Regions from separate parts of the Rattus norvegicus genome. Here region 1 is linked to region 2. Evidence: chromatin contacts called from public Hi-C data. All regions are on one chromosome and are shown on one strand. Each heading gives the region's core, a stretch centred on a gene start, on an enhancer-like site or on the middle of the called end of the contact. The rest is flanking DNA. Distances are from core to core; before and after follow the strand shown. Region 1 overlaps Prkn (parkin RBR E3 ubiquitin protein ligase). Region 2 overlaps Prkn (parkin RBR E3 ubiquitin protein ligase).

Region 1 (4,175 bases), core at 1,291-3,790, 240 kb after region 2:
GATGGAAAAGTGAGCCAGAGGCCTGGTGCAATGGCTGTTCTCTCTGCTGGTATCGTAGGATCAGGGGCTGGGAGGAGAGACCTCTCAAGCCCTAGTCCTGTCAGGAGCCTTTTGGATTCCTTCCAGAAATTTCCACTAGGCTTTTTAATATGAGGCTTTATAGTAAACTCAGCAACTTAAACCTTTGGCACTATAATGAGTCATTATTTATTTTTGAAGCAGGCCTTTGAGTCCACAGGAAACAGGTAGGTGGAAAACACACCTCTCTGAACTTTGAAAAGGAACAGAAGCCCAACAATAGCAAGGAGATGAGAGTGAGAAACAGGAGCATTGTGCTTCAAAATGTCCCCAACCAACATGGCAGCATCTTACATTGTGGCAGAGTAGCCATAGGGCTATTAGGCACCCACAGAGGGCTGGCTTTGTGTCAGCTTCTCCGGCTTTTCACCAGCAAATGCCCAGAGTTAGAGGGGCACCTGATGTCACCTTATGGGTACTGGGCCCACTTGGAAGCAGATAGGGACGTCGTCTTGCCAAGCAAGCTGGCTTCAGCTTTATCCTGCTTCACCGTGGGCCCTGTGCTTCACAAGGGTCTTGCATTGAGGTGGGAGGAGCTTCCTGTGTAGGACTGGATATCCCGATACCAAATAGGTGGACAGCCTTCAGATAACACGGGATCTACTCTCACACATACTTCCTGGCTTGGGGTAAGTGACGGCTACAATTGGTAGGAAACTGCCACTGCCGAAGCTCACTGTTGCCTTGTTGGCTTTAGTGTCTGCTGTGACTGCAGGGTCTATCCAGCCTGCATGGTGCTGTGAGGATGGATGGTCAGAACTGAGCCTTAGAATGCCATTCTTGCAGCTCCCCTTGACAGATGTCCTGGCCCAAATGTCCTGGGTATCAGCAATACCCTCCTGTGGTAACTCTGCCACTTGTGATTAGAGTTAATGTTTCCTGGGCTTAAGGGTATTGAAAAATACCCAGCAAATCTCATAAAATATGTACTAGGAAAGGAGTTAAATATGCTCTAAGGAAAAGCAGGAATCACCTTTCATTAATATTTTTAAAGAAATTAAAGGCCCGGTCTATTAACCCAGTGGAAGCTGTGACTGTCATGGGTGGATATGAGGGAAAGTACAGATCCTCAGGGAAAAGCTGGGGGGCTGCCTAAGACAAAGGGGTTCAAATTGGTACTCAGACCCCCATCACGCTCCACACCCCCTACGGTCACACGCTCGCCCGGCTTCCCTTGCTCTTGTTTAATCTATGACACTGCGATCAGAATTTGTCACTCTGGGAGTTACATCTGATGTTACAGCCTGGAGCAGAGCTGAACCAAAATAAACAATCTGCTCTATTCTGCTTAGACTAATAGGACAGTGATGTAAGGCCCTGCGCTAAAGTGTTTCCTCCTCCCAGCGCTGCAGCCCTCAGTGGCAGCTAGTGGAGCTAGGGCGGTAGATGGGAAGTGTGGCTGGTTTCCAGTGCTGGGGAGGGTTGGGCGGGGGCCTGTGGAAGTTTCACATTTGCCTCTGTCTATAGCCAGAGGTGTCACCGAGCCAGGAGAGTAAGCTTTCAAGCTGCACACGCCAAAGCCTTTTTCATTGAATTCTTCCTGCGTGGGGTGACCTCCGAGTCTGGATTCTGTGCACACACAGGCTAGCAGTGGGAGTTTTCATTATAACTCACAGAGAAGGTGGGCGGCTAGCAATGCCTGTAGGTTTAAGCTGCCCACAGAGGCATTTCCAGTTGTCTTAAATGCTCCATACATCTCTCTCTCTCTCTCTCTCTCTCTCTCTCTCTCTCTCTCTCTCTCTCTCACACACACACACACACACACACACACGTGCACACACACACATGTGCACACGCTCACGGTGGGGGGTGCTAGCATTTGGCATTTTTGCTAGCTTTAGCCACTCTCTAGACAGCCCTCCCACCACTGGCTTTCAGGATGCTGGATTTAGATCGCCATTCTTCATATTCGTGGTTTTCTGCCACAGTACTCAAGGGCTCTCTCCCCTCCTCCTCTTCCTGTCTCTCTCTCTCTTTCTCCCATGCTCCCTGCACCCCTTTCCTTTAACTCACAGCCATGTTCCAGGAATCTCATACTCATCTGTGGCACACACAGGCTTCTGATGCCGGCGATGGGAGTTCCCTAACCTGTTTTCAGCTCTGATGCAAGGGAGTTTCCGTATGCGCTTGGGTTGAAACTGTCAGCCTGAGTGGCCTGGATTGAGTCTGGCCTCCTGCATGGAATCAGTGTGTAGTTTTGGCATCTCATGCTTAGCGAAGTGTGAATGAGAACACAGTGAACTCCCATAGAGGTAACACTGAGTTCCCTTTCCGTAAAAGGATGGTTTTCAAGCTTCAGGTTTTCCCTGAATTGTGATTTTTCTAGGCCAAACCAGAAAAGGATAAGTGATTCCAAGTCTCTAAGTGAGGGCTTTCCTCACTATGAAATAAACACCATGATAAGTTAAGATACCTGGGAGGGGCAAAAAATGTGGGAAGGAAGACTTCCTGTCCATTTGCAAGCTCCTCTGGCCACTCCCTTCCCCACCACACCTCCATGTCTGGGAGAGCTGCTCTCTCTGTTCCTAGCTCCTCAGGTCTTTTCTGCTCCCAAGCGTCCTCCCTCCTGTGGGCTATTGAGAGTGAAGCTATGTGAAGCTCAGGGTTATTGATGCCGCATCTGTGAATTAGGTGAGCCCATTCATTCCCTTGTGGATCTGACTCACTCTCCTCAAATCCAGCTCTCTCCGTACCCCTGTCCCGACAGCTCACACTATCAACTCCTTCCCATTTCCCCCTCAGCGGTGCTTCTAGATGAAGTGGGGGTGGGGTTGGGGCACAGTGCAGCTGATTTGTTGGTGACATCCTAGGGAAGAAATTGTGCTGTGGCGTTCTCTTCTTTCAAGTGATGTCTCCTTCAAACATCCTCCAGCTTTCTGGATAGGCTCATGGAAAATTCCCTGGTCCTGCAAGGCTGTGAGCTTTTCTGTCCTTCAACTCACAAAATGAACAAACAGGAAAATAGAAGACAGAAGGAAATACACCATTCTGCCCCTAGGTGGGGCCACTGCCCGCATGTGCCGCCTGCCAGTCCATTAAGATTCGCTTTCCTGGCAGTGAGACTCAGTTCAGGCAACAACAGAGAATTGATAATGTAAAATCAAGTTCGAGCTGCTGTAAGTAAGTCTTCAATCCTTCGGACCTCACTCATAGCTAGCACGGAACGGTTGTAGGACTCCTTGAATTCCCTTATGAGTCTTTTAAAAATACGTGCTTATTATACAAGTGTAGACTGCTTGAAATGGCAGCCAACAGCCCAGCATCTGTTCTTGAAGGATGGACTGTGGGCCCTAAGAAGCTAATGGCAGGGTGATAGTTTATAAAACATTTGGTCAAACAAAGGTGGATGTCAGGCTGTCTGTCTGGGCGATAGGTATGAGGCACGAGGACCCCAGATCCACTGGCTGCAGTCATTTTGACTAAAGGAAGTACTAAGAAAAACCGCTCATACCCCTTTCATCCTGTGAGTCTACCCTACAGCCTGTGCGGCACAGGAACCCCAGGGCAGCTATGAATGTAGCCCGATACAGAATTATAAGCTTAATTGACATATTAGGGGGGGGGGAAACTTCATTTCTTTATTTTCTTTGTAAATTGACTATGTGGTTGTTGGGGGTGAACTATGCAGATGCCCATGGGCCCTTATCATGTCAAGAGGTTGGGCACCCTGAATGCTTTCTGAGCAACTGGGCAGATAAGCACAGTCAAATAGCACAGATCCACGTCTTTTATAAGGTTGGAATTTGCATTTGTGGCCTCCTTCTTGCCCCGCCCCTTATTCAGGAAGCAGGTGCCTGAAGGTGTCCTGGCCCCATGCATCTCAGAAATCCCATTATGATGGAGACATTGTTCTGTGTGGACAGAGGAGTCTTTGTGCAGATGTCAGTCCACAGCCAGCTCTTCAAATCCCGAGAAACACCGTGTGATTTAAGTACTGTCATGGTCCTCAACTAAGGGGTCTTTAGTTAACTCTTCTCATTTCTCTGACCAAAAACATAATAAGAAGGAACTTAAGGGAGGGATTGGGTTATAGATTGAGGGTACAGTTGATTGAGGTTGGGAGAGAGGAAAGCATAGCAGACAGGGTGGCTTGATGT
Region 2 (4,461 bases), core at 1,952-4,451:
GACCACAGAGATGGTGTGGAGGTGGGGGGTCAGTGGTTGAAGCTGGACATGTGGAAAGGTAGAAATGATAGAACTTTCAGGCAGATTGCTTGCCTGGTAGGAGACAAAGAGAAGTCAAGTTTGAGTGTGATACATTCCCCTTAGGTGGGGAGGGAGGGAGTATACTGGAATGAGGTATGGATATGTGTGTGTGTATGTGTGTGTATGTGTGTGTGTGTGTGTGTGTGTGTGTGTGTGTGTGTTATGGGAGTATAAAAAAGAAATCATTACTTCTGTCACACTTATGTTCAGTTCTGACACCTGATACACAAGTACCTGGGAATGTTGAAGAGCCCACTCAATGGCTTAGTTAATTTAGAAGGTGTAGGTTGTGGATATAAATTTAAAGTTCTCCTCTATTCCCTCACTTTTCTGGTCCCATGGAAACAAGACAGGAGAGCTGAATGAACCTCTTTATGTACATGCAAATGATCTGTATACACAATGGTATGCACAATGTGTGTTGTCAATGGCACAGTCTATGGTCACATATTATAAACAGATTTTCATAGGAGATGGCTTTCTGGGAAATATAAGTAAGCTATGTAGTTATTAGTGTAGGAAATGAGGTATTTCATTGAAGGATTAGATGATTTATATAATTGAAGGACTGTGTATTTTTACCTTTCTCTACCTACCTATATATACAATAAGAACTCTATAACTAAGCTGTCTCTAGCCCATTGTGCTTATTAGATGGAGCCTCATACTGGGGTCCATGCTGGCCTTGACCTTGAGGTAGCTTTCCTGCCTTGGCTTCTCAAGTGTTTCCTGTACAAGTCAACCCTCCAGTTTTCTCACTCATTTTAAAAACTAGACATCCTCTTTCCTTCGCTGCTCTTCTTCTACACAGGTTTCTCCTCATTGTGGGGCTTTTTCTTGGGGAGGAAATTAGGTTGGTTAGATTTTTTTTTTATTCTGAGGAAGTTCAGTCCCTTTGAAGTGATTTTTATGCAGACTCCTTATATCCATCCTGTATCCATCTCTCTCACTGTCTGTCTGTCTGTCTGTCTGTCTGTCTGTCTGTCTATCCATCCATCCATCCATCCATCCATAGGTATAGTATAGATAGATATCTGTACTGTGAGCCTCAAATCACGGCTTACCGGCAGTTTGCATACACTGTAAGAACAGAATGAGTTAGTGGACTCTAACTATTAAGTTTCAGTAATTAAATAATTCTAATAAAATAACAGCAATGGATATTAATAAAAGTGTATCTATACAAATGAGTTTAAAAACAATTGTTCTTAACTGGGGGGTGCAGTTTACTGGTAGAGCACTTACCTAACATGAACGACGGCCTGGGTTTCATTCTCACAACAACAACAACAACAACAGCAGCAACGCACATACGCATACCACAAAGCACACATACACACCATACATAAACACACACACACACACACACACACACACACACAGACCATTATTCTATGAAATTTGTAAGAAAATCTTTTGACCTAAAACTAATAATGTGATAGTATTTGAAGCAAGCTTAATGCCCTAAGGAAATAATTTAGGCATGTAATTAGCAAACAGCCTTGTTTAGTTTCTTTCAAGAGATGACCCACATTTCCACAGACTCCTCTTAACCTCTCAGGGGCATGACAAACAGATTTTATTGGGAGCACACCACTCTAAGCTTCATGGAGAGTGTGCTAAGTAGAGCAGAATATCTATGTTTTCCTCAGTGTAAAATTTATGGAATTGTGGTAGGTCATTGATAAATGGATTCCAAATGGCAAAACCAGCTGTTCCTTTAACTCGTCTTGCATTATTTCCATGGGGGGGGGTTTACTTTCTAACCTTGGATATCACTTTATAAACAGACCTAATTTGGAGAATGTGACTACATGGTAACATAGCCTAGGCCTAAGAAAATCAAAGCAAGTAATTAGCCACAAATAACTTATTGTTTGCCTTTGGAATACATGGTGTGTATGTGTGTGTGTGTGTGTGTGTGTGTGTGTGTGTGTGTGTGTGTGTGTGTACTAATATTAGATTATCAAACTTCTAATTTAAGCTTTGGTTAAATCTAGTTTACAAATTTCCAGACATGATTTCATAAAGTAGATAGTTCATAGATAACTTGTATCATACTTTTATTGTTATCAAAACACCTGGAAAAAAGCAACTGAAGAGGGAAGGGTTTATTTTTGGCTCACAGTTTCAAGTACATTATGATGGGGAAGTCAAAGCAGCAGGAGTTTGAAGCAGCTGGTCATATCATGTCTGCCTTCAGCATGAAGAGAGCATTGAACACTTGGGCTCAGCCAAGGGAGTGGTGGCACCCACAGTGGTCAGGTCTTTTCATCTTAGTCATGCCCTACAGGCATGTCCTTTCCCTCAGTGATTCTAGGTCTCAAGTTGATAATTGAGATCAACTATTGTATCTAAAATAGTTTATATTTTGTTACATAATATTTGCAAAAGCTTTTTAAAAAATAATCATGCCATGAGACTCTTCACCCAAGGAAAATAACAAATCATTTGCTCATAGTTCATGGAAACATAATGACAGATGCAATTTTGAATGTCTCACCTCAGTAAAATCGTAGCTTATTTTTATGCTTTCTACCTTATTTGTGGGATAAAAATTCCTTCTTTTGTGTGCACTCACATAGACTCTCATAGATTCTCTTAAAAACAAGAAATATTCATTTGAAAGTACCAGGCTTATTGGGATTTCAACAAAAATCATATTTTAGGATTCTAAATAATGACTCATGGGATAGTATGATGAAACAGATCCTGTATTTTGTTGGCCTGAAGGTAGTTAGAAGTGTTGGACTGAGCAGATTATCATTCAATAATGAGGCAGAGGTCACTGGTTCAAGCCCAGTGTGGGCCAGTGATCTTCCTTTTTCTTTTTTACTGATAGACTGCATGCTAAGTCCATGAAAGAACATGGGTGATTGCCTGAGGAGTCAGGCTAGGAAAGAACTGTGCTTTTGTGGCCTTCTGTTTTCTGTTTCACTCTTGGGCTTAATTTGCATGCTTTCCTGGGGAAAGTAAAGCAAGAGAGGAAATCTAGATTTTAAAAGTCAGAGAAATGTTAAGAACAGGGGAAGGAGGCTGAGACCAGGATGGGGGAGAGCTGGCAGATGTTCTGTGAAAGTGAGTCAGGACTTGTCAGCCATCCAGGAGCTGCCTGCCCCCAGGCAACTGCTTGGAGACTGGTTTTGTGCTGTCCTGGTGTTTTCCAGAGCATCCTTTTGGGGGCACTCAGGTACAGCTGTTGGGCCTCTTTTGCCTTCTTCCGGCATGGATTCTGGCTTCTGTTAACTGAAGCTATGAGGGTGGTCCTTGGGGCAGGTGGATGTGTCACTTGCCCTCCCTGGATCACTGGTAGAAGACCTGTTGTTGGGAAACTGGTACTCTGTACCCCACACCAGTGCTAGCCCTTTGCCTCCTGCCTGAATCCTTCCCATGGAAGGCGATGGGTGAAGCCTTGGGGTCACAGGGATGCACAGTCTAAATTCCACACTGGTACCATGTAGGCATTCAACATTAGAACTCAGCTCAGAACAATACCTCCATTTCCCTTCCTTTTTCCATTTTGATAAAAAGAGAAACCAAACAAACAAAAAACTGTTGGCTCACTGCTCCTTAGCCACCCACTAAAACCCATTTATTGTTTACTTGCTTGGGTTAAAAATGCCAAGAACAACTACGTAAAAGACCAGTGACTTTTCCTAGAATATTTCCCCTTGTTATGTAGGGAATGCCCTATTTTCTCCACACTCATTAGAAGGCTTATTATTATTTTTTTTAAGCACTCCTAAAATCATATGTAATCTTCTTCTTGTTTTTCCTCATTTGTGGGTCGTTAGTCTGAGAGTTAGTGACGGTCTCCGTGGTGGCTCTGTCTCCTGCTGAGCCTGTTCTCTGTGCCTTTTCCAGTAATGTTCTTTGCTTCCCTGGACATCTGTCAGCTGCTGATGAAGTGAATTGGCTAGAGAAAGGGCTGGACCTTGTTCTCTGCATAGAAAACGCAATCATTAGGATGGCGAAATCGGACGCAAGAAGGAAGCTCATCAGTGTACGCCAGAGAAATGACTGGGGGCGACAGAAGGAATCCTGGATTGGAAGTTACGAAGCCCTTGGGGTACTCTGACATGGATGGAGATGGTGCCAAGAATTTGTATCTCAGCTTCTGGGGATAGAAGAATCTTTGAGAAGAAAATGGAAACTGACTAGCTTCTTTGTTTCTTCTGTGCTCTGTTAAACACAGCAGGGTATCTTCAGGGAAGACAAGACTAGGAAGGCAGGAACCATGCAAGATCCCTTCTTCCCAAGGGTTTTTAGCTGATGTGACTTGCTCAGACTCTGTAAGCAGGAGTTCCTAGCCCGCCATTTTGATGGGCACGGCTCTGGCACTGCTGCCTTTACCTACAATGTGTTTTCCATTTCCTTTGT

Evidence for each region. Hi-C and Micro-C count contacts between places; a contact is called where the count stands out from the background.
Region 1: a Hi-C map of prefrontal cortex shows a contact between it and region 2, with 2.6 times the contacts expected there. The contact joins two enhancer-like sites. A contact is called at or near these places in 2 of 12 Hi-C or Micro-C datasets (frontal cortex and prefrontal cortex).

The regions. Positions count from the first base shown.
Region 1 is chr1:51,674,186-51,678,360 of GRCr8, forward strand. The region is part of intron 6 of Prkn (parkin RBR E3 ubiquitin protein ligase); the gene reads right to left. Among named protein-coding and RNA genes, the nearest start is that of Agpat4, 500 kb to the left of the region's middle. Within about 2 kb of position 2,541, at least 17 of the 93 cell types and tissues checked have an H3K27ac peak or open chromatin away from gene starts, as enhancers often do.
Region 2 is chr1:51,434,795-51,439,255 of GRCr8, forward strand. All of the region lies in intron 8 of Prkn (parkin RBR E3 ubiquitin protein ligase), which reads right to left. Among named protein-coding and RNA genes, the nearest start is that of Agpat4, 260 kb to the left of the region's middle. Within about 2 kb of position 3,202, at least 25 of the 93 cell types and tissues checked have an H3K27ac peak or open chromatin away from gene starts, as enhancers often do.